Regions from separate parts of the Mus musculus genome. Here all the other regions are linked to region 3. A link is a contact called in public Hi-C and HiChIP or PLAC-seq data. All regions are on one chromosome and are shown on one strand. The core of a region is the stretch at or near the end of the contact, and the rest is flanking DNA. Distances in the headings are between cores, read along the strand shown. Region 1 has its middle 27 kb from the start of A330102I10Rik. Region 2 overlaps Cdkal1 (CDK5 regulatory subunit associated protein 1-like 1). Region 3 has its middle 260 kb from the start of A330102I10Rik.

Region 1 (2,931 bases), core at 145-2,644, 290 kb after region 3:
TCCAGCATATGGACACTTTGTTGTTATTAATTTATTTATTTATTTATTGGTTTTTTGAGACAGGGTTTCTCTGTATAGCCCTGGCTGTCCTGGAACTCACTTTGTAGACCAGGCTGGCCTCGAACTCAGAAATCCGCCTGCCTCTGCCTCCCGAGTGCTAGGATTAAAGGCGTGCACCACCACACCCGGCTGTTATTAAATTTTATGTGTATGGGTGTTTTGCCTGCATGTCTATCTATGCACCACACATAGGCACTCCTGATGTCCTCAGAGACCAGAAGAGAGCACAGGATCCCCTGGGACTAGAGTTACAGATGCCCATGACTTGACACCAGCACGTTGGGAACCAAACCTCAGTCCTCTGGAAGACTAGCTAATGTTCTTAACTGCTGAGCCATCTCTCCAGCCCCTGGACACTTTTATTTTATTATTATTTTTTAATGGAACATTGTAATTAGATAAAATGTCTAACCAGCTCAGTTTTCTTCCTTCTTACAGTGCGTAACACTTCGTCAGCATAATGACTGCATTAGCAGTCATGAGCCACTCTTGAAAAATCCCTATTTAGTAAAACCACATTAAGAGAAATACAGAGTGTATGATGAGCACCCTGATTTAATTTTTACACAGGATTAACATATTGAGCTATCGTAGCTAATTCTAAAGCCGTGTTCTCTCTATTCAGACCTGTAAAATAATCCTCAGGTAATTGGCTGTGCTTTATACGATGCTTCTGGCTTCACTTCCTCTTTGATTTGGGCAAGCAATGGGTCCTAAATGATTCTCTGATTCACAGTCTAAAACACAAAGCCCAATGCTGGAGGAAATTACAGCTCTTTTTTTTTCCCTTCCTTCTTTTCTCTCTCTTTCTCTCTAAAAAGTGGGGCACAGAGCACACTACATCTCCTTCTCCCTGTAACTCCCCACTTGTATTTCCTCCTCAGACTTTACTCTTCCCAGTGAAACTGTTAGCTTGCATCCTGAAGAACTTCACTGGGGGAGGAGAAACAGAGCGACCAGCCTCCCATTTCCAGGACAATCTTGTCTAGATAGTGAGCACCAGAGCAGGCAAACATAAACCGCCTGCAAATAACTCCTCTGCAGCCTTAAGAATACTCCAGTTGCAGCCATTCTCAACCGGTGGGTCCCGACCCCCACAGGGGTTGCAGATCAGATATCCTACATATCAGATCTTTACATTACAATTCATAACAGTAGCTAAAAGTACAGTTATGAAGTCACAACAAAATAATTTTATGGCTGGGGGTCACCACAACCTGAGGAACTGTATTAACGGGGTCACAGCATTAGGAAAGCTGAGAACCACTGCTCCCGGAAGGAAGTTGCTGGGTGCTGTTGAGAAACACATTCCTAAGCAGACTTTACTCCAGTTTACTCAGTGACTCTAAAGAGCCTGAGGGGAACCTGATAACCTCTCCTGATGGAGCAGCCCAGGGAGACGCGGAGGAGGGAAAGGCCTGAGTGACTGACAGATCAGACTAGCAATACACACTTGACTACCAGTCTCCAAGGGCCTCACACATACACGGATCTCCACAACGGACAAAAATCAAGGCTTCTCCAAATCCTGTTTTGAACACCAGGTCATTCTTCGTATAATGGAACAGCACGCAGCTGAGCCCTCCCCTTTCTGGAGCCTGCCTCTAAGCAAAGGCTTCCTGGATTTGCATCCAGGTGCAGCGGGGCCGAGTGTGGTAGGAGCCCATCATCCAAATGCAAATATTTTCTACAAGACCGAAATTCTTTTGCTACTGGACTGTAGAGGCCAGCCTCTAGAAAAATTTGCATGTTGACTGGTAAAAACAGGCCAAGCCTTGCTTTAGAAATGAAGAGACAAAGAGATCATTGCGAAATCAAATCAACAAACAAATGCAATGCAAATAGACTCTATTAACTGTCTACAGAGCATTTCTTAAACAGGCAGAGAAGGGAATTTAGAGTGCAGGAAATGCATCCAACGAAAAAAGATACAAAAAGGAAATGAAGAAAGATTTTTTTTTTTAATGAATTACAACCGGCTTGATAATTACTGGTCCAGCTGGATCATGCACAGCCCAGTGGAAAACAGGCTCTAAGTCACCTCCTGGTGACCTGTGGCAGGAAATGACTCTGTTCCAAAATGGGAACTCTATGAAGGTTGCAGCTTAAGATGCAGTGATAGAGTTGCAGCTCAGGTATATGGGATATGTAGGTGTGCTGCTACTTTTACGGAAACTTGACACATGCTAGAGTCATTTTGGAAGAGGGCACCTCAATTGAGAAGTTGTCCCCATCAGCCTGACCTTCTGCAGAGCCTGTGGTCCATTTTCTTGATTGACAGAGGAGGTCCCAGGCCGTTGTGGGTGATGTCACCCCTAGGTTGAAGCAGGCAATGCAAGCCATGGCCAGCAAGCCAGTAAGCAGCACTCCAACCATGGCCTCAACATCAGTTCCTGCCTCCAAGTTCCTGCCCTGCTTGAATTCCTGCCCTGATTCCCCTCAATGGTGGACTGTTACCTGAAAGTGTACGATGAAATAAACCCTTTCCTCCTCAACTTGACTTTGGCCTTGGTGTTTTGTCACAGAAATAGAAAACCTAACTAAGACAGCAAGATAATATTAGAAACAAAAAATTAAATCTCCAGACAAGTATTTTTAAATTACTTGCTCATATAACACATGAAAATATTTTCTAGGTTACTTAAAAAACAACTGAGCGTGATGGTATACCGTATATTCCACTCTGTGGGAGGCTGAAAGAGGGAATTATGAATTCAAAGGGAATCTGTACTGCACAGCAAACAAAAACTTCTCTCAAAGAAACAGGAGAGAAGGGAGAGGAGGAGGGAGAGGAGGAGGGAGGGAGGGAGGGAGGGAGGAAGGGAGGAAGGGAGGGAGGGAAGGAGGGAGGGGAGAAAAACAAGAGCTGGT
Region 2 (2,907 bases), core at 397-2,896, 490 kb before region 3:
CCCACTCCCTCTTCCTGGCCCTGGCATTCCCCTATACTGGGGCATAGAATCTTTGCAAGACCAAGGACCTCTCCTCCCATTGATGATGGCCCACTAGGTCATCTTCTGCTACATATGCAGCTAGAGACATGAGTCCCACCGTGTGTTTTCTCTGATTGGTGGTTTAGTCTCAAGAAGTTCTGGGGGTACTGGTTAGTTCATATTGTTGTTCCTCCTATAGAGTAAGGTACTTACAGGTTCTTTGAGCATGGTTCCACAAGGTTGCTGTGGGTCCTTGTCGAGGCTAGGAAGTAACTTGCCTCTCTTGTCCTGAAGAGGTGAAAGCCTACTTTTTTTTTTTTTGGTCACAGTTGGTCTCCAGTTTCTTTCCTGAGGGATGTTATGACAACATTATGAGTCCTTGTGCCTTGGAGTCCCCTGGCCATGCTGGTAGCTCTGGGCTGTGAATGTCAGGACCTTTTTCTCTACCCAACTAAACCAGCTAGGGTACTTTCTGGATTGTACTTCTGGGTCATTTTGAGTCACAGGGAAGGACCGATGGTCTTTTGCCTGAGTCTGAGACACCATGATTATTTCTCACTGTGTGCATGTTTGTTTAATTTGCCTCAGTTCAGTTTTCATGCTCCTGCTGACACTGTCTCTCAGCTCACTGTCAGTGTCCCAGTCAAAGCTATTGTCACTCCCGTGTTGTCTGCTATTAACACCACAGCACTGGCTTACATTTGAACATCAACTTGTTTATAGTTTCTGTGAGTGAGAAAAAGCCACCAGATCTCTGCCAACAGAAGACAGGAAGGAATTGTTTGGGAAAGTTAACCTGGTACCTTAGGGTCTAGAGTGAGGGGTGACACAGCTCTGTGAGGAAAGAGAGACTGTCAGTGAGGTGCCTCAGCTCTGTAGCACACGTGCTGCTAACCTGAGCTGATGAAGTCCCACTTTTCTGGTGAGTTGTTCACGGTTAGCTCTGGTTATCATCCCCCATGTGTGGACTTGTTTTGTTTGCATTTATTTATGTGTCTCAGTTCTGTTTAGTCTGCTCTCTGCTGTTCTGGGGGCTTTGCTACCTGCCCAGCCCTTGGAGCTACTTTGGAATTGAGGGTACTACTGGCAGAATGGACTTTCTAGGGACATCAAATGAAACTTACTTTTTTTTTTTTCTTTTGAAAACGAGGACTGAGAGTGATGGGCATATAGGCCATGTGTTCCGTTGCTTGTCCTGTAAGCACAGAACAGACATGGATGGAATGATGGAAGGCAATTGCCTCGTGTGTGTTCCAGTGAGAAATTTGGTGACAAGAAAGTAGAAAATATACTTGAATTCATGGTTGACTTTTTTAAGGTATAGAAACAAAAAGGAACTTCCAGTTAGATCAGTTATTGCATTTGCAAAGAAGGAACAGAAAAGCACTTGAGAGGGAGCAAATCACTTTAAAAATGCAAAGCTGAATTGTGTAGTTATCTGAAACCTTTTTTGGAGAATAGTATTTTGCATATTTCATGATTACTGCCGCATCAACTGTTGCTTTGTTTTTGCCGGTTTCTGCAAGAGGAGGAGTGAAAGAGGTCAGTGTATTAAGAGCGGCAGCAGCTGGCTGACAGCACTGAATACTTACATAATTAAATATATGTGTTGGCCGCTGGCCTAACAGCTCTGTAGGCGGAGGCTCCGGAAGGCATGCAGAAACTTGCTTTAGCAGGATTGGAGAGGAACTCACCGTGATCTAAGCCCGATCTTTGAGCGAGAGTGATTTCCTGTTGTTTTGGTTTGAATGACATTCTCCTAAATCTTGTGTGTTTATAAACAGCCCAGAAAAGACTTTCTCCCTATTTTATTCTGCAAGTATGACAAACCTGATATTTCTTAATTTTTCCATAGAGTTGTTAATAGCTGATAATAGATAGAAAAAGAAAACAAACAAACAAACAAACCACATTTCCACTTAGCACATGCTATCCAAATATGGAATATTTATACTTTTGGGTATTCTTTGGAGCACACTAATGAAGTTAGTTGCCTAGATAGTACACTGACTTTTTTGAGGTTTGGGAAAATTGGTTAGAGTGGCAGTGGAGGAAAAATACAATCTTCAGGCAATATGTAGCCCAGCTTTTGGCTGGTGAATACTTTAGGATTTTGAGGTAATAGCCATGATATGAATCCTCCTCAGAGTTCATTTTCCTTTGTAACTTCATGATGAGTAGTAGAAAGAAGGGGTAGGCACAGTCCAGTGCTGGTTGGGTGTCCTCCCCTTATGGTAACTCTGTTATAAGATTCTTCTTGCCTGTGTCCCCTCAGCCCTCAGTGTCAGTGGCTCATACAGTGGAGGAAGGTGATCCTTGAACAAATGAATGGACTGACTTGTATATTTGCTTCTCTGGACATTTATTTTCCTGATCCCCTCTGCCCTCTGCCTCCATCATACAAATGTCTTCCTCTGTGGATTTTCTAAGAACCTTTTCTGTATCTCTTTCTTATTAGATTGTATTACTTTGCACTTAACTTCAGAAAATGTCATATAAAACCTAATAAATAGAGGCTTAAATAAGGTAGGGGGATTTAGTTTCCTGATATAGTGCCAACTCCACAGTTACCAAGTTGTTAGTTGGGTTTACCGGTTGTGGGATCTGAGAGGCTGAGGTGTTTGTATTATCAGTGGCTCTTTCCTTATGGTGTCAAACAGTTATGCTTCCCAGCTACAACACCTGTTTGCCCAAAAGTAGGAAGTAAAAGAGGACTATGCCAGGTGAAAGTACCTCTTTTTCAAAGGTGCTTTCTAGAAAGTTCTACTCAATACCAGTATTTGTCTCTCTTGTCTGGACCCTCAATGAGAGAACCACCTGCATGTGAAAGAGGCCAGGAGACGCAGTGTGATTTTCTTTCTTTTGGATGCAGTCCATTGTTGCTCT
Region 3 (3,125 bases), core at 48-2,547:
AGGTGGTTGTCTCACTGGAAAGTGGGAATCATCTCTTGGGGATGAGAACTGCTCCCTCCCAGAGGCACTACTAGAGCCCTTTGCTGATTCTAGAGACTGTGCACGCACACTCGTGTGTGTTGGAGGCCAGAGATGACAGATCTCCTGCAGCTGGAGCTACAGACAGTTGTGAGCCAGGAACCAAACTCAGGTCCCCTGCAAGAGCAGCAAATTTTAACTGCTGAACCATCTCTGTTATCCCACCACTGTTGTTTGTTTGTTTGTTTGTTTGTTTGTTTGTTTTGAAGAGAGCCTGGTGCTTCCCAATGACTGGACTGGCTGGCTGATTAGGAAGCCCCGGTGCTCCCCAGTCTCTATCTTCTCCGTAAGGGGGTTCCATGTGTGTGTTGCCATGCTCAGCTTTTGTTGTGGGTCCCCCAGGCTTATGTGATGGGCCCTTTACAGACTGAGTCATCTCTCCAGCCTGCCTTTGGTGCTGAAAGAACAGTGCAGATAAATATCCAACATACGTGCAATTCATGTTGCTTGTTAATGACCGGTCCCTCTGGCCAGAGATTTTTGTGGCAGGAAATCTCCATAAATACTATAAGTCTCCAAATTATACACGTTCACACTGGCGTGCTGGCTCCTGGACCTTGACAGGAGAGTCAGACTGAACTAGCTAGAGGGAGCTGTGAGGCCAGTGCACCTGCGCTGGGGTGTATGTTAATTTGTTTGGAAATATTTATCTATGCACACATAAGACTGTGCACTTGATGAGCAACTATATTTGGGCTGCACTTACATGATTTTTCCCCCTGCCTTTAATGCAATCAGCGCACATTATAGAGGCATGAATATGCAAATGTTGAATAAAGCTTGAATTTTTTAATTAAAAAAGCGAAATCAGGGGAATTATAGGAACCCGATTTAACATTTTAAATACGATGTGAAGCACTCAGCTTCACGCCCGCTCTTCGCCATCGATTCTGTTGATCTTCAGCCTGGAACTTGGTTGTTTGATCTTGATCTGGTGAAGGAGCTGCTGTGGGTTTTGGTGAAATCCAGGGAAGTGAGGGTGGGGTGGGGGAGGAGGAAAAGAGGGGCAGAAAAATGTTTAAAGGGTGACTTTTGTTTTCTCTTTCTGGTGGATGACCTTGGTGTACAAAGAAGTTTATTGCTTGTGTTCTTCGGAAGGGTGGGGGCATACAAATGCTTATTTGGAAATTAAATTTGTAAAAGAAAGCACTCCCCCCTCCCAGTCTCCCCTTACTTTTAAGTTGTTGTCATATAGTCACATGAATCACCGCATTATCTTCACTCAGGAAGAAAGGCGGGCCTCTCAACTCCCTGTTCAAACTTGTAAACAAATGTTCTCTCTTTGGACTCCGACTCTTTCCAAAGAAAAAAGCAAGCCTCTCTTCTGGCTTGGGATTAAACAGTGTTTCTGCAATCGCTTGATTATTTATTAAACACTTCCTCCAGTGGGACGAAGTGCTGCCCATAATTAATTACAAAGACCCTGGCGCTTTAGTTTCTAGACTCTTCCATGGCTTAAGCAGCCAGTGATCGTGGCCCAAAACCTGGTAAGGTATAATTACTGTTGATAGCAAGAGCGGCCTCTGTTTGGACCAGTGGATCCTTGTTTAATTTAAAACCCACTCCTGGGCCTCAGGGGTTGAATGGGCCCATCTCTAAGTCTCTAATGGAGGATAAGTATGAGTTCCAAAAGAAGTCGTTTAAGTGGAGGGTAGGGGAAGTTAGACTGATAACACTTGTACTGAACCTCAACCTGATTGTGTGCTAGCATGAACAAGTAGAGGGTCCAGCATGTAATGGTGAGATCATATATACTCCATCTTTCTCAGTGGCTCTCAGTACTATAGATGACGTTTGGTCTTTTGCTATGTATTATTATGCTAAATACTGGCTCCCAAGGCCTGGTTGCCCCCAGGAACAAGAGAATCCTCACGAATCTGCACATACACCAATGATGTTATGCAACCTTGCTCCTTAATTTAAAACTATTGATTGAATAAAGATGCTGACAGCCTTTAGCTGGGCAGAAGAGAGGGCTTTCAGTTCATGGGCTTAGGGTCTGAGGAGGACCACAGGGGAAAAGGAGAAGGTGAAGAGAGGAGAAGACACCATGGGACAGGTGAATCATGAAATTATGGCCATCAGGGCTGGCCAGTTAGAGTTAAGAGCAGCCCAGATGGAACATGACAAGTTATGCCTCAGGGTTATTGATGGGAAAATAGATTCTTATAGCTTAGAGGGTAGATAACTGCCCAGCTCTACTACTTTAAAGGCTTATCATAAATATAAACGTTTTGTGTCTTTTATCTGGGAACTGAATGATCAAAGGCAGGGGTAGAAATCCCCAACTGAGATTAAGTAATTAATACATTATAAAGCTCTGCACGTTGGTTTCCTGGCCTGGTCACTTTACAAGGGAAATTCCTTCTGGAGTTGGCTTTAACATCATATCTTGCATCACTCACGGCACTCATAGCACAAAGCTACTCTAGCATTCTTCTCCACATTATCTGATACTCTTCCTACCCAACAACAGAGTAAGCTCCCTGAGCTGGTGTCAAAGGGAGGATTCTCAAGGACTCAAAGTCAGCATACCACAGAGATACCCACACATCTGCCTTTATTACTGTACTACTTACAATAACCAGGAAATGGAACCATTCCATATGTCCATCAACAGATACATGGATGAAGGACATGCGGCACATATACACCATGGGGTATACGCAGTATTGACAAGCAAGTGAAATCATGACATTTGCAGGAACATGGACGGAACTGGAGCTCATTATTGTTAAATGGAATAGGTTAAGAAACAAAATCACTACATGTTTAAGCAAGGAAGCTAGGCTTAGAATTATGTATGTGTCAGTATATACATAATACATGAATAGATTCATATTCAATTCATAGCTACTCTAGAATTTTAATCCATGTTTCTATCCTCTTCCCTTTTATGAGACCAGAGGGCCAGCATGAGGTTATGTGTTATAACTCTTGGTTTAAATTAAATAATGGTTTTGTTACATCTAAGTAAGAAAAAGATGTAAAATTTTTGTGATTTTTTTATTTGAGACATCTTTTTAATTATGTCTTTCTGCGTGTTT

The links. Hi-C and Micro-C count contacts between places; a contact is called where the count stands out from the background. HiChIP or PLAC-seq counts read pairs in DNA pulled down with a chosen protein or histone mark.
Region 1: an Esrrb HiChIP or PLAC-seq map of embryonic stem cells shows a contact between it and region 3, with 8 times the contacts expected there. The contact joins two enhancer-like sites. A contact is called at or near these places in 1 of 15 datasets of contacts at CTCF or cohesin (large pre-B cells), 1 of 484 Hi-C or Micro-C datasets (nephron progenitors) and 2 of 115 datasets of contacts at active chromatin or transcription factors (both in embryonic stem cells).
Region 2: a contact with region 3 is called in a Hi-C map of uterus, with 4 times the contacts expected there. The contact joins two enhancer-like sites. A contact is called at or near these places in 2 of 484 Hi-C or Micro-C datasets (cerebellar granule neurons and uterus).

Annotation. Positions count from the first base shown.
Region 1 is chr13:28,987,729-28,990,659 of GRCm38.p6, reverse strand. No RefSeq gene overlaps it. Among named protein-coding and RNA genes, the nearest start is that of A330102I10Rik, 27 kb to the left of the region's middle. Within about 2 kb of position 1,394, at least 47 of the 459 cell types and tissues checked have an H3K27ac peak or open chromatin away from gene starts, as enhancers often do. A contact at or near this core is called in embryonic stem cells, where this site is marked.
Region 2 is chr13:29,768,555-29,771,461 of GRCm38.p6, reverse strand. All of the region lies in intron 5 of Cdkal1 (CDK5 regulatory subunit associated protein 1-like 1), which reads left to right. Among named protein-coding and RNA genes, the nearest start is that of Cdkal1, 86 kb to the left of the region's middle. Within about 2 kb of position 1,646, at least 115 of the 459 cell types and tissues checked have an H3K27ac peak or open chromatin away from gene starts, as enhancers often do. A contact at or near this core is called in uterus, where this site is marked.
Region 3 is chr13:29,276,418-29,279,542 of GRCm38.p6, reverse strand. It overlaps a transcript of Cdkal1 not described here. Among named protein-coding and RNA genes, the nearest start is that of A330102I10Rik, 260 kb to the right of the region's middle. Within about 2 kb of position 1,297, at least 8 of the 459 cell types and tissues checked have an H3K27ac peak or open chromatin away from gene starts, as enhancers often do. A contact at or near this core is called in embryonic stem cells and uterus, where this site is marked.